3 separate regions of the Zea mays genome follow, and regions 2 and 3 are each linked to region 1. The links are chromatin contacts, called in public Hi-C maps. All regions are on one chromosome and are shown on one strand. The core of a region is the stretch at or near the end of the contact, and the rest is flanking DNA. Distances in the headings are between cores, read along the strand shown. Region 1 holds the start of LOC103655810 (lysosomal Pro-X carboxypeptidase). Region 2 holds the start of LOC542147 (narrow sheath 2). Region 3 holds the start of LOC542212 (ribulose bisphosphate carboxylase small subunit 1).

Region 1 (4,420 bases), core at 698-3,197:
CAAGGAATGCAGAAAGCTAAATTGCTCACTCACCTTTGGGCTCCACCAGCGCAATGATGCTGTCAGAGATGCTCTTCAGTACGCTGCGAATTGCCAAGAGGAAAAGAAAAATGTAACAAACTCTGGGTTTTTTTATTATATTCCTCTCGGAAAATTTTGTTTGAATTCATTTTCAAGTCGGCCATTACCCTCCAGTGCTCCACGGGTCCCGCAGCCCGTTGAAGAAGACGATGTTGCTAGCAGATTTCTTCAGGACATTCCCAATATCCTGAAACAAATTAAAGAAACCACTTATATACACATATTGACAGACAAAACAGAAAAGAAACGCCAACGAAGCCCGAAACCAGCCCAAAGCATCGTCGAACGGCAAGCAATTGAGCCCAGCCCAGCCCAGCTCAGCCCCAGCAGACGCCACTTACGAATCCGCCGAACTCGGTCTCGATCCAGAACGGGCGCGGCGGCAGCCCGGTGTAGTTGCGGCAGCTGTCGACGACGTCGGTGAAGTTGAAGGGCGACGGCTGCAGCACGCCGCCGTCGCGGATGCCGTACGCCATCACCATCACCTCCGTGCACGCCTGCCAGTTCCACCCGTCGTACATGCCGTGGGGGTCGTCGTCCTCCTCGGCGCGGAAGCACGCCGCCGCGCCCGTGTGGTTGTAGTACACGTCCATGGCGTCCCGGACCTGGGACAGCGTCAGCTGGGCGGTGCTGTTGCTGTTGCCGTCGTTGGCGGCGCCGGAGCTCGCCTCCGCCGACTCCGCCCGGCTGGCGTCTATGGCGCGGCACATGGCGCGGACTGGGTACGCCGGCAGCGGCGTCAGGAACCCCGACGGCGTCGGGTAGTCCGTCATGGCCGCGTACACCACCGCGCTCTCCAGCAGAGACGGGATGTCCTGCACGCTACTTCCACTGCATGGCGCATGCATGCATGTGCGTATCAGCGTATATATATATATATATATATAATAATAATAATAATGCCATCGACTTGACCGGGAATCCGGGATCCAGTAGTGGAAGAACTCACTTGCACATGGTGAATGTACGTCTCAGCTGTGCCTGGCCTTCTTTGGTGGCGAGCGCATCGTCGAGGACGTCCCACGACTTCCGGAGCACGTCGTAGCAGTGCTTGCTCTCGCTCTGGTGGCAACCAAGAAAAAAGAATCGAACCCAAACCATGCATGCATGCAGATAATTTCATATATACCTTGAAGTCGTCGGTGATGCGGTCGTAGAAGGCGTAGGGGTCGACGATGCCGTAGAAGCTGAGGATGGGCGCGGACGACGCGACGGCGCCCATGACGATGTGCGGGTACTTGAGGCGCATCCACGCGGCCAGCATGCCGCCGTAGGAGCCGCCGAAGACGACGACGGGGGCCGCCGGCGCGCTGAGGTTGGCCTTGAGGCTGAGCACGAACGACGCGTAGTCGGCGAGCGCCTGCGTGACGGTGAGGTAGCCCTTGGTGCGGGCGTCCCGGAACGCGGCCGCCCTGGTGCCCCCGAACGGCATGGACTCGCCGTAGTAGCGGTGCTCCACGAAGACGAGCAAGGCGCGGAACCGGGGCGCCGACTCCCACATGAACCCCGTGTTGTTGGTGAAGAGGTCCACGTCGCCCTCGTTGCCGGCGTACAGGAAGATGGGCGCGGTCGGGCCGCCCCAGAAGGTGTCGTTGACCAGGTACCGCTGCTGGAACGTCGCGTAGCTCGCCGGCGCGGAGTTGAAGTGGTCCAGCCGCTGCGTGTACCACCGCGTCTCGTACTGCACCGCCGGCGGCACGGACACGCCTCCACCACCGTCGCCGCCCGCGCGCGGTGAGGTGTAGTGCCGCTGCCGCCTCGCCAGCGTCGGCGGCGGCCGCCGGACGACGACCCGGCCCGCTTCAGATGGTTGGCATGAGAAGAGGAGAAGGAAGACGGCAGCGATGACGACTCTCTCCATGACCATCGACGTTGCAGATTAATCGAGAGTGACTCCTGGTGAATGAGAGAGGCTACTATCGATCTGATATCCTATTACGAGCTAGAGAATGGACTGATCTTTCTGTTAAGAGAAGATCGAAAATACAGTACGTACTAGTATATAGCAACCGACGTGCTTAAAAGTTGGAACTAACTAAACTAACTGCCGATGATGTGGGCAGGGGCGGATCTAGTAAACGGATATGGTAGTACACATGCAACGGATAATTATAGAGTTGTAATTATTTTATAAACAAAATAATTTATAATCATGCGGTATATATGTATACACATGTCATTTATTAGATACATTCATATACATGGTGTATATTTTATTTTGTTTTCTTAAAAAAATGTTTCTTTTTTTTAGAGAACAGGAGGGGGGGAACCCTACTGAAAAATTTATTAAAACTAGAAAATTACAGTTTAGAGCATACAGATAGTCATATTACACAAGGGAATGGTTAGTTATGACTGCCATTGCTGAAGCCAGTCAGGAATGGAGGAATCGAATCTTACCCGAGCTCTATGGATGACCAGGAGTAATTCTTTTATTAATTCATGTTTACATTGCTGTACCGTTGGATCTTTGTTCTGAAATAACCATGCATTTCGTCACATCCAAATGCTCCAAGTCATGAGGATAACTATCTCCATAGAGAAGGGAACATTGAGTTGTTGTTTGAGATTTGCCGAAGCCTCCTCGGGATTAGCAATTCTAGGAGGCGTCTGTTGGGGGCATTCGTCTTCCGAAGGTTCTCAAAAACATGATTTAACAATGTTTCTGGAGTTGTAATATATGAACAGGTATCTTCGAATTCGAATCAGAACCACAGTGGAAGAAGCACAAAGAACACGAAGGTTGATGCAGCGCCGAAGCTACGCGCAAGGGAGCTTCGGCATGACAGCAGAAAAGGAAACCGACTTAAAAGGGAAAAGGCTATTTAGACCTCGATGGATCACTAGAGTCATTAGTACATGTAAAGGGCATGGGTGTAATTTTACATGGGCTGCGTCCCGTGCCTATAAATAGATGAACAGTGCTCCCGTACTGTTCACGCTGACTTGACATTTGCTTTTGCATCACGTTCGTACCTTTGTTGTCTTTCAAGCCGAAGGTACAAAGTGTAATTTAATATTGTTTTTATTTTCTCATGATAATATAATGAAGATGAGTTGATAATGCTATATGACTGTTTATGTTATCTTTTTGTATTTTACACACTTCCTTCTATTACCTTCATACTTTCGATGTTCGAAGGTATGTCCTTCATGACTTTCGTCTGAAGATCATTATATCCTAAGGGAAATAATGTTTCGAAGGACGAAGGGCGTTGATATTTAACATTTTGTGTTGCCTTGTTATTGATTCATAGTATTTGAGAACAAGTCCCCAATAGCGTCAAACCAATTGAATTCCAGCAGGCCTTAGCAAAGTTGCATATGAGGAAGAGATGGTATAGTGTTTCCTCTTTTTGCCAGATACAGTTTTCGCACGTGTATGACTCAAGTGTCATGTTTTTCCTCCTCAGCATATTCCTTATGTTCAGTCTGTTTTTCAGCCACAACCAATAAAAAACTTTATGCTTTGGTTGACATTTATTTTTCCAAAGCGATTTGAAAATGTGGTGAACTTGAATATGTCCCATAAGATGCCTGTAAGTCTTCTTTGTAGAGAAAATCTCTGAACCCCAAATAAATTTCCAAATGTTCTTTGCATTGGTCACAGTGATTTGCCCCTATGCCTCATTTAGCTCAAGATACTGCTCGTAAGCCTGTGCAGATAGAGAGAGCTGAAAAATCTCGAAAAAATGTTTCTTTGTGTAGTACAATCATTTACATGTATGTTCTTTAAAGTTATGGATATCTGCGAGCCTTTTATTTTACTTCGTGTAGTTCCTCTCGGTCTAATCATCCTCATCATCGACTCGTATTGGACTACTACTCGTTTTCCTTCCGTGGGTTGGGCTGAAAGTCTGACACGGCCCTGGCTGTAGCCAGGCAGAATGTCCCACCATGCATCAGATGTCCAGCTTTCTGGCCCGCTCGTGAGTTCCACGGTAGGAAACGAGGAGCAAGTACTCCAACTCTAACCCAAAATGTTTGAGATCAAGCTCGAAACATTTCTGGAGATACAACAACCAAAGAACAAGTGCGTGAAACGGACTCATTTTCAGCACAGAACAGCACGGGAAGGACGACGGCCATTAACCTAGCTCCCTCGTCTTGGCAAGGTCGTTATCCCTGGTAAGCAATCCATGGTTAGACAGTAACCATATGAAAAGAAGTGAACTCTTGGTGGTATTTTTAGGTTTCCAGACCTAACCTAACTGCCATAAACAGGGAAAACTAAACTCCCCCACAGTTATTTATTGCATACAAGGACTCTGCATAGCACATACACCATCAGAAAAGAAAAGGTCCACATAATCTGATCATACTCATTATTAAGATACCT
Region 2 (4,420 bases), core at 1,007-3,506, 240 kb after region 1:
AAACGGTTCTGTCCATAGTAAAAAAAAAAGAAAGAGGTTTCGATAGGAAAGAATTCAAGAGAATGAATGCATTCAAGTTTTCCATGAATGCAATGCCAGTAGGTAGGGACAGCATGCAGTGCGCAGTAACGTGTCTCCCCATCTTGTCCCTCACTCTTCTATTCGCTTCCATGCATCCAAGTAGTAGTATCTATATATCTTGCCCGCTCTTCCATTTATTCCCTCTCTCTTCAAAATAACAAATCTAATTTACATGCAATAGTTTCCAAATCCCCACTAAGTCTATCTCCAACAGCTTATCCATACTCAATCTACATTGTACCAAACAATGTTTTTGGATAAACTTTAGATAAACCGCTGCAAACAGCGTATCCAACTCCCACACTCGCATTTTATTAGTATAATCTCAAACATGTAAGTCTTATGCATTACTTCCTTAGCGCCAGTTTAGCTTGTTCACTGTCTAATCAAGCTAACATTATTTTACATATGACTTCTATTTGTTTCAGGCAAAATTTTCACTTAGCAAATCACATTTCCATATATAGGCCTATCTGCACCAAAATTCTTTTCAAATTTCCACAGATTTATTCGTCGTATTTTATTAGTAGTATTGTATCACAAATGCAAGTTGTATGCATTTTCAGATTCCATTGGTACCATTTTAGCTTATTGAATGTTTGACGTTGCTACCGTTATAACCTCCACGCCATATATGGTTTTGATAGTAGTGAGATGTGTAGAAACCTAGGAGAACTACATTGAAACTCTATGATTTCATGTGTAGTTCTCCTAGGTTTCTACAAATAGTGTCCCACAACTTTCTCCAAACATTCTAAAATTTTTATCGCAGCCTGTACATATGATATCATGACACGTGGACAAGTTTCAGGATTTTTTGACTTTGTTTGTGTTTTATACAATTTTTAAACATGTGTATGGCAAGTTCACGGCCATGTTTAGTGAGCATGTTGCTCGAAGTTTCCGGTCCGCTCCTGAAATCGGTCGTAACTAATGCTAAGTAACATGAATATTATTTTTGCATGCACGGTTTTCCAAGTTTCGAGTGACCTACAGTTCAAATCTAAATTTTCCGAAGAAATTCAAATAAACGAACTAAATCTACTAACGATTGAAAACTCTGTTAAAATTGTCCACAAATGATACATGTAGGTCTACATAGTGTAGAAACATACCACAAAAATTTCGAGAGACAAAATAAAAAAAATAAAAATATACTTTGCCGAGTGTCCAGGAATGACACTCGGCAAAGTATGCTTTGCCGAGTGCCTACTATGTGGCACTCGGTAGAGAATCTCTTTGCCGAGAGCCAACGGATGACACTCGGCAAAGACTAACGGCCGTCAGCTTTGGGACGGCCGCTGACGGCCGTTTGCCAAGAGCCCACTTTGCCGAGTGTTTGACACTCGGCAAAGTTGTCTTTGCCGAGTGCCGTTCTGTGCCGAGTGTTCAGCGCTCGGCAAAGTTGTCTTTGCCGAGTGCCTAACATTACCGAGTGCGGCACTCGGCAAAGCTTTCTTTGCCGAGTGCCCGACAAAAGGCACTCGGCAAAGAAGCCAACACTCGGCAAAGCCTCGGATTCCGGTAGTGAGATGGTCGTTTATCCAGTAATGTCATCTTCATATGATAGTGATGATGAGGAAGAAAAGGTGTCCGTGCTTGTTATTAGGGATTATCTTACAGCAGCACTGCCGCTATCATCCTCTATACACAGATATGTATTGCTCAGGCTGATCGAAATAATGTACAAATTGATGATGATAGTTGTGATAGTGTAACTCTTCTTTTCTCCTTACAAATTTATATTAACCTGCTGCTGTTAGTTCAAAAAAATTGAGTTAACTTTTTTTCACATATAGTGCTAGTAGGAGCTATAGCTAGCCAGCTTTTACTTGTGGCAGAGCATGTAATATATAACTCTGCGTGACCATCGCCAATTTATTTCCCATGGACAGTAGTAAGACTGTAGCTAGCACTGGTGCCGCGTTGGTCAAAGAGGATCACTGCAAGCTCTGGCCGTTTTGATGTACACCAATTTGTCTCTCACACGCTGCCTACCTTTTTTTTTTCTGGTCGGCCCAACTTCATTCATCTCTCGTTCATTACTGCATATGCATATATGCATTGTCGCTTTCACAGACGATCGACCATTGGATCGGCAGCTGCGCATGCATGCCTGGCCCTAGCAGCTAGCAGCTACCTCTATATAACGGGAGGATCTACTTCTATCTACCCAGCTTCCATCCCAGTCTAATCGTCCTCACCCTAGCAAATCCCAGAGACAGAGACTAGGAACCCACGGCATTTGGCTGCTGATCGATCGAGCTGTGTTTATGTGTGTGAGAGGTTGGCAGGTTGCCTGTTAGCTCATGATAGACTGCTGATTGATCGATGCATATATGATTTGCAGGTAGAAACAACTTCTTAGAACGCATATACGACACACACATATAGCTAGCTGTCGTTCTGCAGTCAGCGCACACACAGCTAAGCTTCCTACCTAGGATTGAGCTAGCTAGGCGTGTTGAATCCATCGTCAGTCGATCGATCCGATCTAGCATTAGCATTAGCATCCTCCATGCCGCAGACACCTTCGACCCGCTGGTGCCCGACGCCGGAGCAGCTGATGATCCTGGAGGAGATGTACCGGAGCGGCGTTAGGACGCCCAACGCGGCGGAGATCCAGCAGATCACGGCGCACCTGGCCTACTACGGCCGCATCGAGGGCAAGAACGTCTTCTACTGGTTCCAAAACCACAAGGCCCGTGAGCGCCAGCGGCTCCGCCGGCGCCTCTGCGCCCGGCACCAGCAGCAGTACGCGCAGCAGCAGCAGCAGGCCACCGCAGCAGCGCCGGCTTCGAGCCCTAACAGCAGCGCCACCCTTCTTGCACCTCCGGCAGCAGGCGGCAGCAGCGCCCCCTGTGTGCATCCGGCGGTGATGCAGCTGCACCATCACCACCACCCGTACGCAACCAGCTTCAGCATGCCCCATCTGGTATAGAATCACTAAATACAGAATCATATTAGTACCAATTTCAGTTAATTTTGTACCTTGTTAGTGCATGCATTCTTGATGTATCTATATATAAATGTGCATGTTCATCACTTGATTATTATTAGGGCTACTTGGGGCAGCAGGCGGCGACTGTTACGCCAGTGCTCAACCCAGCCGCTGCCGGCATGGTGGACCTTGCAGGAGCAGGAGCAGGAAATAGGGCTACTGGTGCAGGCGGTGCCTATGGCGGTGGAGCTGGGTTATACAACAGCTGCAGCAGCAATCAGCTGGAGGTGTGGGACGCCACAGAGGCGATGGATCACTGCAACGCCAGCTGCGGTGCGGCATCAGGCAGCTCTGACGAGGGTGGCGCAGCTCATCTGCAGCTGCCGGCATGCTGCCGCCGCCCTCTCAAGACATTGGACCTCTTCCCCACTAAGAGCACTGGACTCAAGGACGAGTGCAGCAGCTCCAAGTCGTCCTCTTGCTCCACATCCACTAACTAATTTAAGCATCGTCATTATTAAATCGCTTTAGTTTCTACATTGTTGGCTTCTGGTATTTCTTTGATTTGCTAGCTAGTAGATTCGGTCATCGTCTCAAGTGTGTCATTATATCGTTGCGTTGCGTTGTATTGTGTGTTGTTATAACTACGTTTAAGTTTCAGTACTTTATCTCAATTTATCTATATATCTATCTTGGTGACTTGTTTTATCACGCAGGATATTTCTTGGACAAAAAAAAAAACAGCTGAAACCAGTAGGGTACATGTCATGAAAAACAATGAAAGCGTGAAAATCAGTCTAGGAGCACGGAACATTTAAAATATATACTAGAAAGTGAGCCCAATAAAAAGAACCTGTGGCCAATTACCTAGATTGTCATATTTGATATGTTGCAACAAACAAAAACCTAGGAATCGCAAACCAAAAATAGTGAAAAAAAATCATGACCTCAGGTATGCGAGCTCTATAATCACAAGTGTAGTAAATTCAAAAACTCCTTATTTGTTAGTAGAAACTGTCAGAGGTGAAGACTCGGCCTCGCTGCTCTCAGCACCACGGCACCGTGGAAGATGAACTGCTCTCACAGAACACATGAACACACAGTTTCTTTTGGACAGACCAAATCGAGCGGCCTACCTCCTTTTTGTGTTTTTCTTTTATTGTAGTCGCTATGCATCGTAGGACGTCAAGCCTCCAACCATGTCCACTTCTTGCGCCATAACTCGCAGGAAATGAGCGCAACAAGTTTGAGTGGAGGTCTGGGCGCCGAACACGCGCTCCACCGCGTCACGTTCACACATCGTGCGTGGTGATCACGCTCGGACGTGGCTCAGGACAAGCCCTGGCTCGCGTCCGTTTATTTCTAGAATTTAAACTCTAAAAACTACCGCCAAAAACT
Region 3 (4,420 bases), core at 849-3,348, 190 kb after region 1:
TCTCCTTCAAGAGGGCGCCAAGCTGCTTGTTCGGGCTACAAATACAAGAGGAGGAAATTAGATCTCTGGCCTCAGCGGATGAGATGGACGTGACGCTATACTTCACCTGGTGCTGCAGGATCCATGTGGTTTTGAGCAGGATGATTGTTTTGCTTCCTTTTTTCTTCTGAGGTTGGGTGTGGCTATGGTGTATGTCACCCCTTTAGCCCTTTTCACAACACTCTAGGTCATCTCTCTTCTCCTACCTTTTGGCTATCTGTGCCGTGCCTGTAATAGGAGTCCTCTGTCAAGTCATCTAAACCAGATAACTACTGTGATAGGGAAACTCTGTTGCGAGTTACCTTAGTTACTCTGCATTTACTTGACCTTCTGTATTGTATCTGGACCTGCTATATTTCTATTACGGTAATAATAGAAAATATATGGTAATAATAGAAATGGGGTTTTACTCGCTCGAAAAAAAAGAGAAGTAGCAGTGTGCCTTTGTCGTACATGTAAGAAAACGGCCGTCGACTTGCCTTGCAGTCTCCATCAGTAAAGCTGTGTATCGACAGTGGGAGTAGGCCGGTACAATCACTTGCCAATCATTCAAACTTTACATCATCTGATCTACTCGTGCGCTCTGTACCACATATTTTCTCTCTGGTTTTTCATTCGTTTCTCTGGTTTCATTTTGCTAGTGTTCTAGCACTACTTTATGTGTGATGTAAACATAAAACTGCATCTGTTGGCTTATTTCGTTTTCCATTCCACAAGATAGGTATATACATATATATGCAGTTTAATAATAGCATCACGCTTGTTGGTACATCTCGAATTCGTTCACTTAAGATCTCAAAAAAGACATAGGAAAGGAAAGAAGGAATTGAAGTGAAGAGGACACACATCCATTAATTAGCATATATATGATGAGACAGATATATAAATAAAAAGCACCAGTTATATATTAACTTAACACGGTGTCGTATAGTATTGTCGGCGCCTCGGCGGATTTATATATATAGTTTGTATCCATATTACATGTATATGATAGCCGGAGCTTGCATTCACATGTTCCTCACCCCAAGTATATATAGGCGTTGCAGTAGTTTTGTAGCAGGTATAGAGGTAGCCAATGCAAGGCCATGATTGCAACAATGGATACATCACATCCAGCAGAGAACTGCTGGAAAGCAAAGGAACCATGGCCGGGGAAAAGAAGAAAAAAAAAGGAAAAAAGGAAAGAAGAAACCAAGCAAGCAAAGGGTACACGGTGACCCGAAGCAAAACCGAACGACAGAGACGACGCATGGCACTAGCTACTAGCTCACGCAGGAGCTAGCTAGCTAGCTAGCCGGCGGGGGGCGGCCGGCGGGCGCGGTCTAGTCGCTGCCCGGGGGCTTGTAGGCGATGAAGCTGACGCACTGCGTCTGCTTGATGTTGTCGAAGCCGATGACGCGGTGGAAGGCGTCCGGGTAGGATTTGATGGCCTCCTGCAGCTCCTTGTACACCTGGGTGGCGTCGTTGCAGCCGAACATGGGCAGCTTCCACATGGTCCAGTAGCGGCCGTCGTAGTAGCACGGGGAGGTGGAGTTCTCGCGGTACACGAAGCCGACCTTGCTGAACTCGAGGCAGGGTATCCAGCCGTTGCGCAGCAGGTAGTCCACCTGCTTCAGCAGGTCGTCCGTCGACAGCGGCGGCAGGTACGACAGCGTCTCGAACTTCTTGTTGCCGTAGGCCGGCCACACCTGCACGTAGTACGTGTGTTTTGGTTCGTTTGGGGTTGGGAAATGGGATGGGATGGGCAACACACATCAGTCCATGCATGGATCATCAGTTCCCTTCCTATTACTAACTCGCTAGCTGCAGCTGCTGCAATGCAAAGAACTACTAGCTAGGATGCATTTGTTACCTGCATGCACCGGATCCTTCCGCCGTTGCTGACGTTGCCGAGGCTTCTGGAGGAGCGGCGGGCGACGGGGAGGCTGGCGGTGGACTTGAGCCCCTGGAACGGAGCGACGGCGGTGGCCGACGAGGCCATCATCACGGTGGGCGCCATGGCTGCCTGGCTGCCTAGTATGTATGTACTCGCTGCTTGCTTGCTTGCTTGGGTCGTCCTGTAGTAGGCTCCCCCACACCGACGGCATATATAGAGGGGGAGAGTGTGCGACGGGATGGCCGGCTCCGGCTCTCGTTGGGGGCAGGACGCAGTACAGGACAGGACGAAGCGGATGTGGGACGAGTGGCCACCGTTCTCCCGTGGCCGCGCCCGGCCAGCCTGGCCCTATCCTGATCGCGTCCGCCACCACATGTCGCGTCCCCGTGGCGCGCCTTATCGCCTGCGCGCCATGGTTGGACTATGCGTGATGTGCCAGGGACTTGTAGATAGGAGGAAGCGCAGTTTAGGCTCGTCGCGGTTCTGGGCAAAGACAAAACAGTTTTGGGCTTGGGCTTCGGCTTCGGCTTCGGCTGCGTCTGCTTGCAGTTTTGGCTCTTTGCATCGTCTGCTGCTCTCTCACCTGAGGCACTGACGCCGGCCCTGTTTGGATCTACAGAATTGGGCTGAATTCAAGTCAGTTTCCAGGATGGCTTGTTTGGCAGCGCATTGAAATTGGAAAGTGACAGTAGAATTTTTTGGCATATATATGCGCCTTACTTAGCTACCTCGAATTCATGGCAATTCCGCCTCTTGTCTTTTATCGGGCGTCGTCCACGAGCGCCTACGCCTTCCCCAACCATTCCACCTATTCTATTTTTCTACAAAAAAAATAATTACCCCAGCCTCAGCTATTTATGAAAAATATATGAACTTTCGCTAGAGTTGCATTTGAATTCCCCACGTCTGTCATCAGTCATCACGAAAGAAAGGTAAATCTAAAACTCCTCCTAAAAATGTTATTTAATTACCCAAACATGCCTAAAACTGCATTTAAGGATATCTACTATGAAAGGTATTGCAAAATAACACACTAAATGTGCCATTTATCTTTGCAAGCCGCGGATGCAGATCTAGCGCCAGATTAAAGGGAGCTCGATTCATGGATATATGTTCTTTTTCAAAGAATGTTTATGGTCGATGTTTGTTATTTTTTTCGTTTTGCGAAACCGTATGCAAGAAATTACAAAAGGTGGGGAACTTTTTGTTTTCATAATCAAAAAAATATGTCTTTTAGATTACGCGTATCTAAGCAATGTAAATACGCTAAATTTGTGTCTTACTTATGTACCTACGTGCTCAATTAACTAAATATTCCACATATTTTTGTCTTACCAATATAATCTATTATAGAAAATAATTCAACAACCATAGAAATATGCATAAATTTTTCTAGACTACACATTCTACCATTTCTCTACTGATATAAGGTCCTGTCCTTAAGCAACCTAGTTTTTAAGAAGCCAGATTCTATCTCTAATTTCCAGAAATTGGTTTATAAAAACAACTGGTTAATCGTGTTTGTAACCATCTCAATTTCTATAAATTAGTTTTAGCTAGGGGAGGCTAGCTTCTTGGTTTTAAGAAACCGAGAATCCAGTTTCCATAAACAAGCACATAAACTGATATGTTTGAAACCACCTCATCTTGATAAACCAATTTCTTAAAACTGGGAGCTTCCATACAGACCCTTAAGCATCAGTTTTTCTCGTTTCCACCGTCGTCCATTTAAAAAATCCTTATGCATTTTATAATCTAACCCACGGTCTAACAACTACAACACATACAAGGCAAAACCGCATTCTTGTGTCACTTTCCAATTCAATGCGTTGGTGGCCCCAGGTCTGTACAGTCTCCGTGTTCGCCCCGAGATCTTGCCTGGCGATGTTGCCTCCGACCTCGTCGCGACACAGATCCTCGTGCCCGATATACCTCCGTGTTGGCCTACCCACGCTCCCCAAACCCTAGGGGTTCCACGCACGAGATAGGGATATGAAGGCGCTGGTGGGGCGGACGGTGCGAAATCGGTAGGCCCCTCACAATCCCCTCCCACAAGTTGTCATCGATCTCGCTGCGACATAGGCCCTCGCGCCCGATCTACCACCACACTGGCCTCCCCTCGCTCCGCAAACCGTAGGGGTTCCGCACGAGATAGGGATGGAGGCGCTGCTGGGGCAGGTACTGTGGAAGACGTTCCCAGGGTTCGGTACCTTCATGGGCGTTGTGGAGTCGTACGACCTCTACGCGACCTATTTCTACATGCTCTAAAAGGACGATGATTCCGAGGAGGTCGACGTCGACAAGTTGGCCCTAGATTATCGTTGGACCCACGATGCCATGCGCGCTGCAGTAACAACAGAAGCACACCCACTACAGGAGACAAAATCATTTTTGGCGGTCAAAAGCCGCCAAAAATAAGCCATATACCACCGAAAATAGCTTATTTTTGGCGGCATCTTGCCGCCAAAAAAATTATCCAAAAATAAAGACTAATTTTTGGCAGCA

What was found. A called contact is a pair of places that touch in the nucleus more often than the background predicts.
Region 2: a Hi-C map of leaf shows a contact between it and region 1, with 6 times the contacts expected there. The contact joins the promoter of LOC542147 here to the promoter of LOC103655810 in region 1. A contact is called at or near these places in 3 of 25 Hi-C or Micro-C datasets (ear, leaf and tassel).
Region 3: a contact with region 1 is called in a Hi-C map of ear, with 8 times the contacts expected there. The contact joins the promoter of LOC542212 here to the promoter of LOC103655810 in region 1. A contact is called at or near these places in 3 of 25 Hi-C or Micro-C datasets (ear, leaf and tassel).

The regions. Positions count from the first base shown.
Region 1 is chr4:195,988,824-195,993,243 of Zm-B73-REFERENCE-NAM-5.0, forward strand. It overlaps LOC103655810 (lysosomal Pro-X carboxypeptidase), which reads right to left and starts at 1,948. Exons shown (of 7, transcript XM_020552289.1): 1 at 1,211-1,948; 2 at 1,031-1,143; 3 at 756-912; 4 at 423-701; 5 at 189-268; 6 at 34-83. The coding sequence starts at 1,948.
Region 2 is chr4:196,231,318-196,235,737 of Zm-B73-REFERENCE-NAM-5.0, forward strand. LOC542147 (narrow sheath 2) reads left to right here and starts at 2,257. Exons shown (of 2, transcript NM_001111772.1): 1 at 2,257-3,016; 2 at 3,142-3,704. The coding sequence starts at 2,600. The coding sequence ends at 3,522.
Region 3 is chr4:196,176,003-196,180,422 of Zm-B73-REFERENCE-NAM-5.0, forward strand. LOC542212 (ribulose bisphosphate carboxylase small subunit 1) reads right to left here and starts at 2,099. Exons shown (of 2, transcript NM_001111824.1): 1 at 1,892-2,099; 2 at 1,110-1,727. The coding sequence starts at 2,038. The coding sequence ends at 1,362.